Linked DNA regions of Bombyx mori: region 2 is linked to region 1. A link is a contact called in public Hi-C data. All regions are on one chromosome and are shown on one strand. The core of a region is the stretch at or near the end of the contact, and the rest is flanking DNA. Distances in the headings are between cores, read along the strand shown.

Region 1 (3,796 bases), core at 1,170-3,669:
AGCCTTCTGTGTTATGTTTATTTTAATAAATATTTTTTTACTTACAACAACATTATTAATTTATTTGTATTCCAACTTTTCTTAAAACATGAAGGTCTATTACCTTCATGTACAAATATACATTTACCAAAACGTGAAGACAAGAGTACACATTTGCCGGGAAATGTACATATACATTATATTCAGTTCACATATACCTAACTTTTTGGCAAATGTGCACATTTACCGGTAAAAGAGTACATTTCTCAAGAGTGTACATTTACCGTAACATATATTATTATATTTAAACTTAACTGTCTATGTCAATCAATCTCTGCCAGGTGAACGTGTGTGACATATGTCCGACTATCATTATTACAATCCAAGATGTCCGATCTGACGATAGTGGTAAGTTAAAAAAAAAAAGGGAAAAGTGTACACTATTTACATGCTGTCCTGAACCCCAGTGCTTTGGGTCGTTGAGGACTCTTGCGGCCTCACCCATCTGTCCACGTCTCTGCTAAGAGCACTCACGTCGTTGGCCAGAATGTGTGACGATGAAGAGCCTGCAACCTATTGGAGAATGAACATTAAGTCTTACGACTAGCGTATACGTACTAGCACCCTGCCTATATGCGTTTGTAAACGCGTGCCTATCGCTTTCCGACCTCAAACTAAATGTTACGCCGGCCGGTAAAAGTAACGCCAGCTATCGCCGAACAGCCGAAACGATTATCAAATAAATGCGTAACGTCAAGAAGGCTCGAGAAGTACAACGCCATCTATTGTCAGATAGCGGAAACACATATCGAAACTACTCGACTTGCACAGAATGCTCTCGATAAATCTAGGGATGTCGTCTCGACTATAAAAGCATTGCAGAGATGGCACGAAGCAGTCAGTAATCGGAACTACTCGAAGCGAAACAGCGATCGGCTCACCTAAGGCGAAGGGGAGGAAGTGAATCGAGAATCTTAAAGTGTTCGTTAAGTGTTCTAACTGATGAATACAGTTTTAGTTTGTGCTTCGGTAAATTTTTTCTTTATCCCGAAAGTTTAGCTATGCCCCATCCGAGCTCCCTAAACGAACAAATAGTCACACAGCAATGCTTACATTCGACTCTGACGTCTCCTGCGTTCCATCATTTCGGATCTCAGTCTCTTCTATTTGACTGGTGCGGTTCTGTATCGCGAAACCACCTTCGGAGCTCTCGCCATGAACATTTCTCCGACGGAAACGATCATCATAATAATTCCTTGTATATCGCAAAGACATTGAAACGCTTCTGTTCAACCCTGAAATTAAGTCAAGATTATGTTTAAACGATTTCAAATGCTAAAAATGTTAGAGCTCAACTTTTTTTTTCCTACCTAAACTGATGGTCTTGATGATGGTCCATTTCAGCGTAACCTTAACAAGTAGGTGAGCTCACGGGGCTCAAACCTGACGTCGTTGCTAACACTAGCCCTTGATATTATTTCTGTGCACTAACCCTAGCAAGAGCAGTGCTTCCCAGAATCTACCACCGGTTCGGAATCGCGACCTACTGAGAAGATCCGGCGAGAATCTCAGCGGGCTGACGTATGGATTAAGTTGCACGTGGAACTCTTTGTCGAGTTCAACGAGTACGGGTACCGGGACGGGAAGGCATCTAATGCAAGAGTTATTGGATCTGACGGATCCGTTAGAACGTGTCTAGGGCATCATCTTATTGTCTATGACCATACCCGATCCTGTGGACCGAATGTTAAACAGTCGACGTCGCCCTAAGCACGTCATTACGGATCCTCCCGATCCATTAAAGGTGCTTTTAGGTACCTCAAGCACCGGTACCCGTCCCAAGCCCGTCGCTTGTGACGAAGGGCTCGACGAGTAAATTAACCCATAGACACAGCCCACTGAGTTTCTCGCCGCATCTTTTCAGTGGGTCGCGTTTCCGATCCGGTAAACATTAAAATCTATTCTAATTAATACTGGCGGTTCGATTTTCATTACACGATGTTGTTTTTCATCGAAGTCTTCAGTCAACAATTACAATTGCGCGGGGTTTTGTCAGATATTTATGAATTCAGCCTATCAACCTTACATTAATTCGTAACTCAAACAATCAGCTCTCACCTTCAAACTGAACCGGAAATTTCAGTGCTAAATTATGGTAGAAATATACTCTCGTAAATTTTTCATTATTTAAAAAACTAAACTGACTATAGTTTTTAGTGTTTCACTAGAATTTTTCTTACATCGACCAGCTGGTATTTACTAATATTTTCTATACGTCATTGTTGAGGAATTTTTGACATCAATGTCAAATTAAAATACTACAAATATTCCTCTTTGTTTACTTTTTACTAGAAGAAATTAGTAGAGACCATTGTTCAACAGAATTTCATAGTATTAAATTCAGTTATCATAATTATTTTGAATGATTTTAGTTTTAATGAAATACACTTAATGTGTCATGGCGTCCGAAATCATTGATTAAAAATAATAATTCAACGTCTTTGCCTCAATTGGCAAGTTTCATTTAAGCCGGTAATTATGTTTAGAATTTAAACAGATAATATAATTAATTAATTACACATTCCGATCTCGGGACTAAAGTAACTCAAATTATTTCATCATAAATCTCTTAACACGGAAGCCCGCAGTAAAGTCTACGGGACTACAAAATTAACTTTTTTTTTGTATATCATACGATTCCTTCAAATGTCAATGTGAAAGGCGCGAACTGTCGATGGCCATTGTTTGAATACGTTTTCAAATTTACGAATGTTCATGACCCCCGTCGCGCCATTATTCGAGGTTGCCAGTGTGAAAAGTTATTATCAAATAATCAATTGAATTCGGTTTTTTTTTTTCGTTGATTAGATTATTTAGATACATTTGTCTTTTTTTCTGAAGTAAAAAAAAAAAACTAAATGCAAAGAACTAGTATAACGTCGATGTCAAACCAAAATCTGCTATGTGCACTTTTTGAGATTTTTACTTTTTGTCCTTTTCGTATAATTCACAGCCTACCGTATAAAAAAACTGTTATGTGTCTATAACTTTAATATTTATCTATAGCTTTCATTTGGTATAGTTCTTTAAAATTCACCTTCATATAAAATTTTATACGAAAATATTTTTACTCGTTAATTCAAAATAGAGTTTTTGCACATGGCAGATTTTAGTTTGACAGTGACGATAATCAATATTATACCGATCAATAATTCTTAGTGAATATCTGTGACCTTGCTCGTTCACGAAGCCCGCTATAGAAAGCAGAGTATTAAATACACTTGACATTGGCGAAATCTAAAAGGAAACGCCTTAAACCTAAGAGATAGATAGATCAAGCTCCGGTTTATATTCGCATAACGACGACAGTAAAATGAGTTTGCACAGCAACAAAGTCATTTCACAACTCTCGCACAATTTACTCAATCGCATTGCGAAAAGAGATTGCTTCATTATGTCAATAAGTGTCAATTGTCACACATCAACTTGATGACTTAATTGTGAGACAGCAAAAAGCCTGGATAATAAACGAGAGTTGCCATTACTGAGATTTCGTGGAATTTGTTTTTTTTTATTTTGAAGTGTTTTTATTGGCTGACAACTTAAAGCAAAGGTGCAGGTACAGTCAATGTGTTTTACCAATGCTGACTTACGGTTTCGAGACGTGGTGCTTCACAAGGGATATTTTTAGGAAGCTTAGTATTGCGCAGCGAGCTATGGAGAGGGCTATACTTGGTATTTCTCTGCAAGACCGAAATAGAAATGAGGAGATCCATATAAGAACCAAAATTTCTGACATAGACCGTAGAATTAGCAA
Region 2 (3,453 bases), core at 511-3,010, 87 kb after region 1:
AATATGTCGCGTATTAAGCGAAATGCCGCTTAAAACAAATAACATTTCACCCCTCGACATTATTATTACGAGCTGTAGCTAGAAGCTAACTAGCTTCCTACAAGCCCACAATAAATCTTATCACATCTTAATATCATTAAGTCATAAAACACGAGTCAGGAGGCGCCACGAAACATAATTTTTTACGTCTCAAATACGCCCATTGTTGATTTAACAATATTGCTTAATCTTTTCTCGTTTGGACGCTACTAAAATAGGACTAAAAAAGAGGCGCCTTCGTAAATATCGGAGTCCGATTCATTGCTACTTTTTGATAGCAGCGATTACCCTTTTCGGTAACTATTATGAATACGTGACACGGTGAATGTAAGTAGGAATTCTTTTAGATATTAAAATGTGGGTAGACGAGAAAATTCAAAATAATATTATGCAGTTTAAAAAACTAAAAAAAACACGCCTGAATAGCAAACTCAAAAGTATATTGTCCATCCTAGACAGGATATTAGAGAGATTTGATATAATTATTGTATTGCCATCGATCGTTGATGCGTGAGTAAACTTTCAAGTTGATCGCACGTGTTGAAGTCAATAATAACGACATTCAAAATTCCGTCACTAAATATAGGCCCCAAGCTAAGAAAGGCGCGTTAAAAAAAATACTTTTATCATAACATCCCAGACTAGGGTGTTTAGTGCGAGCTTTTTAACGTTCTCGATAACGTAAAAGTTAACTCAAATTTGTATGCAGTTGGAACAGCGCCCCTAGCGGCAAACGTAAGCAAACATTCCAACTCCATACAAAATTGAGTTAACTTTTACGCTATCCAGAACCTTAAAATACCCTCACAAAGCACACAGTACATTCAGAGTTCAGAGCCTAACGTGGCAAAAGTGAGCAGGACCTACCCGTGCTGCCTCCAAATGCACTCCCTTAAAAGCCCTTCATACATCGATCGCTAAAACTATAGCACGTTTTCATTTCGGCAACTTCGTGTAATAATATTCAACAAGTGGGCTCGATCCAATATCGCACGGATGGCGTGGATCATTTAATTGGCCTCGTGAAAATGTGGAGGCGCGACCGTGCAGCCCCAAAGAAACAGTAAATAAACAGACGGGCAAAAAATATTACGAAGAAAGCCAGTCAATGCCTCATAATTTCTGTTCTTCAAAGAGTTTTTCATTATTATTTAGAAATTAATGCCAGGGTCTGTTTCCTACTTAAACTCCTCCGCTTTGCCTGGTCTTTGACATCCATCTGCCCTGTAACCGTACTCATCAAACTCGAGAAAGAGTTCGACGTGCAGCCAAACCCATGCATCAGCCCTCTAAGTTTCTCGCCGGATCTTCTCAGCGGGTCATGATTCCGATCCGATAGTAGATTCAATCGCGAAGCAGTTGTTTTTGAGTCGTTAGGTCTCCTTTGGAGGAGCTCGGGCAGCTGTTAGCAAATCCCACCCCTCCTGGCTGAGTCTTTGCTCGCTCCCGTCCTGTTGAAACTGGAAAGGCCTCTGGGTTGCCAATAATCACTCATTCATAAAAAAAGATATCCGTCTGCGTGAACTTATTCTACTAAATTTATTAATATTCATTACTGAGGTAATATTTGTATTTTGGCTACCTATCTAATTCATAAAAAAGAATGCATAAGTAATTGACTCTGTAACTCAAAATCTCAATAGACAATTCAGTGCCATGCAGTACCCATCTGACTCGTTAGTCTTTGACCGACCCAATCACCGAAGGATGATTTACGGCGTGAAGGCGTCGATTCCGGCGGATGTTTGTTTAATCGATTAATGCGTCTTTATGACGGTAGCGAGCTCGGCGTTGTCTGATTGGGGCGATCTTTAGTTTTTTAGTCCTACGAGTTTTTAGGTTAGGACTTTTAGCGCGTTTTTTTTGTTTTGCAAAATGGCGGCCTTCGATTATGATTTTGGCGATTTTGTTTGTATTGCTCCAGATTTAACATAACAGTTTCGTCGAATTACTTATCTGACCAGTTCTTGGTGGTTTTTTTAAAAACAGTAATGATTGTTTTTATGTATTCCCCGGCCACTCAACTCGTTTGCAACCAAAAACCTCATCTGCGAAAATTATGAATTACTTTTTGACTTACTTTATTTCGTGTACTCAATTTAATCTGTTTTTTTTTCTAGGACCATTCCAAGATCTTAAATGGAGTTTCAAATGTATGTATTTCCATTTTTACAAATACAAAGGCTTTACGGGACGTAAAATCGAGATGATTCCGATAACAGGTTTTTTTTCCTACCCAAGCTGGTGCCCTTGACAGGATATGCGGGCGTAACCTAGCGAGTAGGAGAGCTCTCGAGGCTCTAGCCTGGGGGCATTGCTAACACTAGCTCTACCATAGCAGTGCTTCGCAAAATCTATCTCTCATCTGCTTCGCAAATACAGCCCAACTGCTGAGGAGTAATTACCGTCGCATAAGCGAATCCAAGTTACCCCTTATCGCTAATTTGGGGCTAAGAACTCGTATCAACTTACACAAGACCTCTTTATGATTCTATTCCATACTCGTCAAAAACCCATTGACGCAACATAGATGCGTTCTGTCCCTTGCGATTAAAGAGTTAATATGAAAATGACCTTTTAACTTTAAACACCTATATAAAGCTTTCTGTAGTTTGGCGCGAGGGTCGTAAGGTCACACGGTGACGTCACGGTCCGTGACCGTGCCTTATGGGAAAGGCGATGTTAAAGGAAAGATGGACAGGTGGCGTTTTTCCCACGAGCCGGCCAATTACATAGCTATAGACGCGCGTGCATTACATTACCTGCTATTTATTGGCATACCCACCGGTGCGCTGGAATTAATTATTTGAGAAAATTTGAAACTGTTTAGGTATATAACTGACTATTGGGTAAAAGTATTTTGAATTCTCTTGGCTTATTGCGAGGATAGCTACCGCAGTTTTTTGACCACAAAGCACGCATCCCCGATTGAAGAACAAGAAGTTTATACAATACATACACGTTAGCTGCCCTCGCGAACCTTCTCTTTATTTAGAGTCGGTTAATAAAGAGCTTTAAAGGTATACATCGACGTCAAAGCTCTCAGCCGCATGTACGTACAGTGTGCAATACCGTTTATATGCAAATGATATTGTGTTAACACACCGTGACGCTCATTAGATTATCTTTATATGCAGTTTAAAGTACGATATGATCACGCACATGTTAAATTTTGTATTACTATGGATGAGTAGATGACTTTACAGCCGACCTGGTGTTCAGGGTTCTCCAAAACGCTGCCAGGCATATAACGAGGCAGTTCCGATCTTTTTTTTTATGAAGGAAGGATTATTGATGGCCCAAAGGTCTTTCCAGTTTCATCAGAACAGGTGGGCGAGCAAAGGCCTAGCCAGTAGGGGTGGGATTTGTTAACAGCTGCCCGAGCGCCTCCGAAGAAGACCTAGCTGCTCAAGG

What was found. A called contact is a pair of places that touch in the nucleus more often than the background predicts.
Region 2: a contact with region 1 is called in a Hi-C map of middle silk gland, with 2.2 times the contacts expected there. The contact joins the enhancer-like site here to the promoter of LOC101741148 in region 1. A contact is called at or near these places in 3 of 7 Hi-C or Micro-C datasets (middle silk gland and whole pupa).

Annotation. Positions count from the first base shown.
Region 1 is chr6:1,357,645-1,361,440 of ASM3026992v2, forward strand. It overlaps LOC101741148, which reads right to left and starts at 2,420. Exons shown (of 5, transcript XM_004925221.5): 1 at 2,098-2,420; 2 at 1,093-1,274; 3 at 428-552. The coding sequence starts at 1,254. The region is part of intron 1 of LOC101740450; the gene reads left to right.
Region 2 is chr6:1,445,306-1,448,758 of ASM3026992v2, forward strand. The region is part of intron 1 of LOC101740450; the gene reads left to right. Among protein-coding and RNA genes, the nearest start is that of LOC100862826, 17 kb to the left of the region's middle. Within about 2 kb of position 1,761, at least 2 of the 8 cell types and tissues checked have open chromatin away from gene starts, as enhancers often do.